2 separate regions of the Mus musculus genome follow, and region 2 is linked to region 1. The links are chromatin contacts, called in public HiChIP or PLAC-seq maps. All regions are on one chromosome and are shown on one strand. Each heading gives the region's core, a stretch centred on a gene start, on an enhancer-like site or on the middle of the called end of the contact. The rest is flanking DNA. Distances are from core to core; before and after follow the strand shown. Region 1 holds the start of Bckdk (branched chain ketoacid dehydrogenase kinase). Region 2 holds the start of Inpp5f (inositol polyphosphate-5-phosphatase F).

Region 1 (4,494 bases), core at 843-3,342:
TTCATGTAGCGCCAAGTGGTGAGTAGCCAGCATTCGGATCCCAAGTCTTGACGTCAGTGTTTTATCCAAGAAGTACCGGACTAGCTTTTCATCCTATAGAGGGTGAGTCTCAGAAACCTGTTCCCTTCTTGACCCTCCCCCTTCGCCAGGCCCATTCTCTGTTGCCTCTGACCTGGATGTGTTTCCGGCTCTCACGAAGACCCTCAGCTAACAGGGTCACCACATCCTTGTGGTCATCTAGCAGCTGTCTCACCAGCTGGCAGTACTGGGCCTCATCTGCCTGGTCCTTGATCTGCAGGTCACAGAATTATGAGCATCAGAAGTCCAATCCTGACCTTGGCCCCTTACCCTACTCAGCCCAGCCTCACCGGAGGGAAGTCTGTCAGCTTCTGGAAGGCCCGGATGTATAGCTCGTGCTGTATGGAGTAAGTATGGGAATTCACAGGGCTGCCATAGACACTTAAGTAGAAAACAGTACCCATAGGGATCAATGCTCAACTCAACTCAATTAGTAAGCTCCAAGCCCCAACAGACCCTTCCAGCTCTCATGAATATGTAATCTTGCCCTCTGATGTTTGAGGCTTAGTCCCATCCAGACCTGATACCTTTCAGCAGGCCTGGGCTCCCTCCCCCATTTGCCTTGTTGGCAGTGTGCATACTGACAGAAGGTCCCCTCCGCCTTACCACATGCAGTATGGTAGGGTTGCAACCAATGATGAAAGGAAGGCTACGGAAGCCCTTGATGCGGTGAGCAATCCTCACTGGTAACTCTTGCTGCAAGTAGCGGCCACTTTTCTGTAAGAAAAAGAGGGAAGGGCTTAAGCAGCTGGCTAGAAAGAACCCCTGGGGCAGAGAAGGAAAGAGAGAACCTTACCAGAAGGTGGCTGCCATCCTGTGAGCGACCGGAATAGAGCATCATGGTGGGAGTGAGGCGAACTGAGGGCTAAAAGGGAAGACGCACTTTGAGCACCAGATATTCAAAACCAGGCCAACCCATTTTAGCTCAGCCCTTCCCCATAAGACTTATTCTGTGAGTCACCTTCTCTGCTGCCACATCAATGGCTGACTGGTTGTAAAAAGAGGTGACAGTCTTGGAGCGTTCCCTGGCCAGCTCTACATGGTGTGTATCGGTGGCTGATGTTGAGCGAGCCCGGAGTGACAGTGAGGACCCCAAGAGGGGCCAAAGTGAAGACCAGCTCCGAGGGCCGCTGCCCAGCACTGAAGTCAGTATCATTGTCCTGCTACTTTGTTGAACTAGGGTGACACTATAGCACCCGACAGGCAATGGTGACCCCAAAGTGGGAGTAAAGAGAAAGTGGGTGGGCGGGATTTTCTCCGGATTTCAGGGTTGTGGTTCCCTCGAGGATGCAGACGTGCTCAGCGCCCGCACAGCAGCTTCCATCTATTGGAGTGGTGGAAAGAGATTTTAAGGATCCGAATCCAGATGGTTTGCACTACTTCTCCACGTGCACACCAGTGGATCTGGACAATCCTGTCCAGCCCTCACAACCACCACCTCCCGCGATACAATCAGGCTGAGGTTGGACAACACATTCCAGGTGTTCTACTCTTCTATGTAGAACAACCTAAAGGCTTGTGTGCACACTCGGGGAAGCGGGTGGGGCAATCTCCAGTTCATTCTACCCATAAAACCTCTCCCCAGCTTCCTCAGGTTCTGGACAGCCCCATTTAGGGGCTGGATTTGACCCCCTACTCGGTGTTAGGGGACTTAAGTCTTTTAAGACTGGCCTGCGTCCCTGCAACAAGAATAGCGCACAGAAGAACAGGGTTCATGCAGCAAAACTGCGGTCCCAGAGTTCCCCACTGGAGCTCCCCCCTCTGCTGGGTCACTTAGTCTGGGCAGGGTCCCCCCCATATGGTAGATGCCAGCCTCGGCCCATGCGCATTGCTGTCAGAGGTGGACGCTGAGGAGCTATGCTGCCGAGCGTCCGCCGGAGGGGGTCTGTGTGAGTTACTGTGAGTTATTCCACTTACCGCGAGGCCAGACGCTGGGCCCGGGTTCGAGCGGAACCGCGGGAGCAGTCGACCCGCTCGGCTAGCCGAGCCCGCCTTCGCCCTCCCCGGCTGTAACATCGCGCGGGCTGTGTTTGCCCAGTGCCTCCTGGGAGTTGTAGTTTGACCACAAGAATTTATGAGGGCTCCTGTCTTCCTGCCCTGTTCTCCCTTAAGCCTTCAAATGAGTAGCATTGGTTCCAAAGTTATCAGTAGTTTATCATCGACTCGGTCTTCCACTGTATAAAATAAGCTCCCGGGGCTGGTGAGATGGCTCAGTGGGTAAGAGCACCCGACTGCTCTTCCAAAGGTCCAGAGTTCAAATCCCAGCAACCACATGGTGGCTTACAACCATCCGTAACAAGATCTGACTCCCTCTTCTGGTGTGTCTGAAGACAGCTACAGTGTATTTATATATAATAAATAAATAAATAAATAAATAAATAAATAAATAAAATAAGCTCCCCTGTAGCAAAATGCTAGAGAGCACCAAAAATCCTTAAATGTGTTCAAAATAGCCGGGCGTGGTGGCACACCTTTAATCCCAGCACTTGGGAGGCAGAGGCAGGCAGATTTCTGAGTTCGAGGCCAGCCTGGTCTACAAAGTGAGTTCAAGGACAGCCAGGGCTATACAGAGAAACCCTGTCTCGAAAAACAAAACAAACAAACAAAAAAAGACCCTGCCTGCTTTTTAAGGTCTCATCTTTCAAGCTCCTAGCCCATTCACAGTCGGTCTGGTTCAAACTCTATCTCAGCTCCCTTACACCCGAGGAAAGTCAGCCAATTTCTCAGTGCTCTAATTATGGTATTGGCAAAATGAGGATGTATTAATCTTCGAACTCCGTAGACTATGCAAATTTACCTATTCAAAATGCCTGGAACAGTGTTGGGTGTGGAATTGGCGTGAGTGTTACTATTTCTACCTGTCTGCAAATTAATATGATTAGGTGACAGGAGAGGTAGGGTGTTTCAAATAAAGAGGCATCTCCTCCGAGGAAGAAGACAGTTTGAGCCTGAGAGCTGTGCTAGGGGCCCTCACAGAAGATTGGGGGAGAGCCAGGTGCAGGGTGTGTACAGGTACAGGAAGAGTGGAGCATGGCCTGGTGAGGAGGATGCATGGCGAGGTTACAGAACAGCCTGCATGATCTGCCAGGATGACCAGAGCAGTATGGAATTCGGGAGGGAAGGGATTCACGGAGTGGCCAACAGCTCCTGAATGTAGTCTGTTATTTGTGCTGTGGAATTAAAAACCACCGTTTTGGTTTGGTTTGGTTTTGGTTGGTGTTTTGAGACTCAAATAAGTGCATTTCACTATGGTAGACAGACTGGCCCTACAACTCTCCTGCCTCAGCCCAGCAATCTGATCCTTCCTACTTCAGTCTCAGTTTACTGGCAAGTGCCACCACATGTAAATTCACTATAGGTTTTATCCTTCGCCTTAGACCCCTCTGGCTGTAGCGATTGAGAAGATGGACCAAATAGCAAAAAGATCAGAGAAGACAATTAAGCAGAAAGATGATCAGAGGAGATTTTTCAGAGTGTATGTAGTGATTTCTTTTCTTCTTCTTTTTAAAAAAAGATTTATTTTGTTTATTTATTTATTTATTTATTTAATGTGAGTACACTGTTCCTGTCTTCAGGAGGATTTGGGGGATATAGCGATATTAGAGTACTTATAGCAAGCAGAAACCCTAGGTTTAAAGTGTGTGTATGTGTGTGTGAGAGAGAGACAGAGACAGACCCCAAAAGAAGGCATTGGATTATTAGATTAGGGGTATGTAATAAAACAAGGTGCACACACATATTTTTGTTGTTTTGCTCTTATATTATGTGTATGGGTGTTTGTTTGCATACCTGTCTGTGTACCATGTATATACAGTGCCCTCAGCAGCCAAAAGCAGGTGTCAGATGCCCTGGAGAGCCACCTCCACAACTCTGGCAGTGGCAGGTGGATTTCCAGGTTTGAGGCCCACCTGGTCTACAAAGAGTTCCAGGATGGCCAAGGCTACACAGAGAAACCCTGTCTCAAAAAAACAGAAAGCAGAGGGACAGAGAAGTGCTATCACCCAAACTATCTATACAGATAGAAGACATGGATAGGCAAAGAGAGAGAGAGAGAGAGAGAGAGAGAGAGAGAGAGAGAGAGAGAGAGAGAGAGAGAGATCTTAGGCTATCTCTGCTGCTTCAGCCTTCAACCAGATCAGCTATAGTCATTATCTGACTGTAACAGTCTGAGCCGGGGCTACCAGTCCAAATTCTCTTCCTGAATTCCTAATACATAAAAACTTGAGAGAAGAGTCAGGCAATGGTGCCACACGCCTTTAATGCCAACACTTGGGAGGCAGAGGCAGGTAGGTCTCTATGAGTTTACAAGGCCAGCCTGGTCTACAAAGCTAATTCCAGGACAACCAAGGCTATACAGAGAAACCCTGTCTCCAAAACCACACACACACACACACACACACACACACACACACACAC
Region 2 (4,494 bases), core at 766-3,265, 710 kb before region 1:
TATAGATTAAAAAAAAAAAAAGACCTAAACAGCATTCAGATCAATTAAATATTACTAAAATAGCTGTATTTGAGATCTTAAATACTGGATAGGTTAAACTAGTCAATAACTACAGGATACTTTCTAAGGCTTCCAATGGCCTGTTAAATCTGAACTATGATGGCCTCTGCCTTCCTCTAGGCGCTACCTACGTTTGTGGGTGATGGGATACGTATCTACGAAATGAGATACACTGAACTGTGATGCTATACCAAACTTTTGATAATGGTGAAAAGTTTTACACTTGCTCTCTGATACGAACTTTGGACAAACAAAGAGCAAACCTCAGGGCTAGCTCCAGGAAAGGGCCCGGCTAAACTTTCTGCTTGAGAAAACTGACCTGCGGAGATGAAAAGTCCTGTCTGATGAGCTGAGAAGGACTCCAAGCTCCCTCCATTTATGCATTCCAGCTGCCAGGAATTTGGCCCGCGGGACTTTTACAGCTAAATTCCCCCCTGCTTTACACCTTGCAGGGTGACAGGCTAGGAAAAGTGGTCAGATTAGAATAAAGTGGCCCATCATCTATTCCAAGGTCACCAAAAGTCTTACTGTGGCCACCGTAGTGCCTCCATTCTGAAAAGAGGAAATAAAATACAGCGGCAAGAAAATACAACCAGAGCCATATTTCTGAAGAAGAAAAAAAGTTGTTCTTCACCGCTCTAGCAGAGTAACTTTGCAGGTCTCCGTAAGGACACAATGGACACTGATGAAAAGTGTCACCAAACCGCTCCACTTTCTGGGATCTCACACTTCTCTCCTCACCTGAGAAAGAAGATCCTGACCCTACTCTTTCAGGCTGCTGTGGGGATTGGCACTAAGACACGAAAGGACCTGTCCTCAGAAGCCATCCCATAAGAGGTAACAGGATGACCTAAAAAGCTCCCTTGAAGTTATTCTACTGGATGTACTCAAAGAACGCAGGAAAACGTCCAATGCCGTGGCTCGTTCAAGAGTTCCAGTCTCACTTTTCCTAAAGTAAAAAAGTGTTGACCAATGAAGGAAAAAAGCACTGGAGAACTAAGTAGAAGCTGCCCAAACTCCTCCGAGCGATAACTGACCGCAGCTGTCTGAGAACAGGAGCTACTATTTAAGCCAACTAACTGCAAACAAAGTTTTCTAAAGCAAACTGATGGCTGGAGACTTTGACCTCTCCTAACTGTGTGTGACAGACATCCAACACGACTTCTTCTTGAAAATGGCAATTCATACACTAGTTTTCGATCAAGTCCTGTGAGGTAACCGTCCTGAAGTCACTCTTTAATAAGTGACCGGGAACAACTCAAGGATGTCAAGAAGGAGTGTCCCGCATTAGGTTCCACTGAACTGATGGGACTGGAACCCAGAACTTCCCACGCTGGACCGTGAGAAGACGCTGCAGGTGGAGGCCTACGAGGGGTTCATAAGGGACCCTATCCCCGCACCCCAGGCCCCAGATACTGGAAGAGGTGCACTAAAGGGGGTGACCGGCCTTCCCCGCCTCCCTGAGGCAGGAGGACTCCCCGAAGCGGCGGCCGCTCCCCTCAGGACTAGCGCTGACATCCCCAAGCGTCCCGCCCAGCCTCGCGATCCCGGGGCCGGAGGGGCCGGGCCGCGCCCCCCGCGCTCCAGCTGGCCCGCGCGCCCCACCCAGCCCGCGCCGCGCGCCTCACCCGGTCGGAGCTGCAGGCCGCCGTCGCGCCGGCTGCACCACAGGGCACGCTCGCCCTGCTGCAGGATGTAGTGGTCCTTAGCCTGAAAGAGCTCCATGCCGGCCCCACGCGCTCCGGGAGGCGGCGGTCCCCCGGCCCAGGCACGGCAGCGGCCCGCCCTGGAGCGATGCTGGAGTCCTCCTCCACCGAGACCACCAGAGTCCGTGCCTCAAGGAGACTCCGAGGACCCAGCCCACGGAAGAACAGAGTGGGGAAGCACTCGGGGGCCTGACCCGCGGGCCAAGAACACGCTTGGGCGGCCGAGGCCCGGGAGGCCTTTTCCCCCTCCCCCCACAACTCCTGTACCTAGGCTCCGCCCCCTATCCTGAGACTCCACCTCCTACAGTTCATCCTGGCTCCCTCTAGACTCCGCCTCCTCCCAGGTTCCTCCCCTCAGCGTGCAACTTTCCCTCCTATAGTTCCTCCCCTCTCCCTTAGGCTCCGCCCTTGCTCAGGCTCCTCCTCCGACCTTCCGACTCCGCCTCCCTCTGTAGTTCTCCGAAAGCCCTCCTAGGCCCCGCCCTGGTCCCGCCCACGAGTTTCTGGCTCAGCCCTCTCCCAGCCTGTGTCTCAATCCTCTTTCTCCTTTCAGCTCTCGCCGCACCTCTTTCAGTTCCTCCCTCTCTGTCTATAGCCTCTACTCCTCTGCCTCTCCCACTCGCCGGCCTTACCAGCTGCGACCTCAGGCAGGCCCTGAGCCTAAGTCTGGTTATACTGGCTCGACGCCCTTTATGCAGCCATTTCTTGATCTTTCCCTGATGTGCAAGCCAGTCCTTCATTCCTTCCATTAGCTCCTAGAAAAGTCTGGTCAAGTCCCCGAATCCACCTGACATTCCTTCCTCCTCGGAGTACATTTACCCCTAGTCTGAGCAAAGACCAAACCAAGCCCAGAAGTACAGCCATGGTTGTCTCCAGGGTTCTACCCCAAGTTAGCACTCGGCTGAGCAGAGGCCGCTCTGTTTTGGCATTTCCTATTAGAACCTGGACACCAATAATCATTTAGTAAATGCACATTAGTGGAGATGTGTCTCCACAGAATACACACTTAGAGTTAGCTGGGCTAGTGAGGAGAAGGTACAGCAAAGTCTGAGAAGCCGGCCTACAGGAAGTCAGTAAAAGGGACGTCACTCAGAGATGGTAAAATGGCCAGGTGTCAATCTGAACCAGAAAGATTTAGGAGAAAAAGCTTCCAGTTCTAGACCTATCTCCCAGTCTCCAGACTTTGGGTCTGTCTTGTTCTGTGTGATCTTGGGACAATTTTAGTCTCTACTGATTGAATTCGTGACCTTTACTACACTCTTAGACTCCCAATTCTGTATGTTCCTGTCTTCCTTTAAAGCAATCTTTAAAAAAAAAAAAAAAAAAAAGAGGCCTAACCACCGGAGCTGGGTGGCTCAAGAGTACTTTGCTACTTTTGCAGAGGACCTCCGGTTCAGTTCCCAGCACCTCCAGGGCAGCTCACAACCAACTGTGATGAGACACCTCTTCTGACCTCTGTTCCTGTATGGGTGTAGTGCACAGGTTCATAAATATAAAGTAAATGGTGGTGCTGCTGCTGCTGGTGGTGGTGCTGCTGGTGGTGGTGCTGCTGTGTTGGGAGCCGCGCCCACATTCGCCGTTACAAGATGGCGCTGACAGCTGTGTTCTAAGTGGTAAACAAATAATCTGCGCATGTGCCAAGGGTATCTTATGACTACTTGTGCTCTGCCTTCCCCGTGACGTCAACTCGGCCGATGGGCTGCAGCCAATCAGGGAGTGACACGTCCGAGGCGAAGGAGAATGCTCCTTAAGAGGGACGGGGTTTCGTTTTCTCTCTCTCTCTTGCTTCGCTCTCTTGCTTCTCTCTCTTGCTTCTCTCTCTTGCTTTTCTCTCTCTCTTGCTTTTCTCTCTCTCTTGCTCTTTCGCTCTCTTGCTTTTCTCTCTCTCTTGCTTCTTGCTCTCTTGCTTCTTGCACTCTGTTCCTGAAGATGTAAGAATAAAGCTTTGCCGCAGAAGATTCTGGTCTGTGGTGTTCTTCCTGGCCGGTCGTGAGAACGCGTCTAATAACAATTGGTGCCGAATTCCGGGACGAGAAAAAAACTCGGGACTGGCGCAAGGAGGATCCCTCATTCCGGAACCAGAACTGCGGATCACGTTTATAAAGGTTCCCATAAAACAGACTGTTGAGAAGGATTCAACTGCCGAATTCAGAACTCATCAGCTGGGGAACGACGGTGATAAAGGTTCCCGTAAAGCAGACTGTTAAGAAGGATTCAACTGTATGAATTCAGAACTTTTCAGCTGGGGAACGAGAGTACCAGTGAGTACAGCTTCACGAGGTAAGCCTGGCCTTGAACTTTCTAACGAAATTCAAGACAGTCTATCAGAAGTAAAGTGGAAAATGTTTGGCCTTGAATTTTTTCTAATGTTAGGAGCCCTTTTGTTCCTTTTCACATGTTATCAAGTGATTAAGATAGGGCTGAAAATTCTAGAGGAAATTCAGGACAAGCTATCAGAAGTAAAGCGGGGAGAGAGAATAGGAACAAAGAGGAAATATGGTACACAAAATAAGTATACAGGCCTTTCCAAGGGTCTTGAACCCGAGGAAAAGTTTAGGTCAGGTAAGAATACCTGGAGAGAGATTAGAAGAAAAAGAGGAAAAAGGGAAAAGAAGAAAGATCAATTAGCGGAGGTCTCTAGGAGAAGGAGCCTGTGCTCTGAAGAAACAGACTGGGAGAAAAAAGCGGCTCATTATGAAAGAAAAGGATACCAGCCGCCAAGTAAAGT

Evidence for each region. HiChIP or PLAC-seq counts read pairs in DNA pulled down with a chosen protein or histone mark.
Region 2: a contact with region 1 is called in an H3K27ac HiChIP or PLAC-seq map of extraembryonic endoderm stem cells, with 3 times the contacts expected there. The contact joins the promoter of Inpp5f here to the promoter of Bckdk in region 1. A contact is called at or near these places in 1 of 39 promoter capture datasets (pre-B cells) and 1 of 115 datasets of contacts at active chromatin or transcription factors (extraembryonic endoderm stem cells).

What each region holds. Positions count from the first base shown.
Region 1 is chr7:127,901,671-127,906,164 of GRCm38.p6, reverse strand. It overlaps Bckdk (branched chain ketoacid dehydrogenase kinase), which reads right to left and starts at 2,092. Exons shown (of 12, transcript NM_009739.3): 1 at 1,996-2,092; 2 at 1,040-1,402; 3 at 875-943; 4 at 685-795; 5 at 369-416; 6 at 173-292; 7 at 1-93. The coding sequence starts at 1,234.
Region 2 is chr7:128,608,886-128,613,379 of GRCm38.p6, reverse strand. It overlaps Inpp5f (inositol polyphosphate-5-phosphatase F), which reads right to left and starts at 2,015. Exons shown (of 20, transcript NM_178641.5): 1 at 1,689-2,015. The coding sequence starts at 1,785.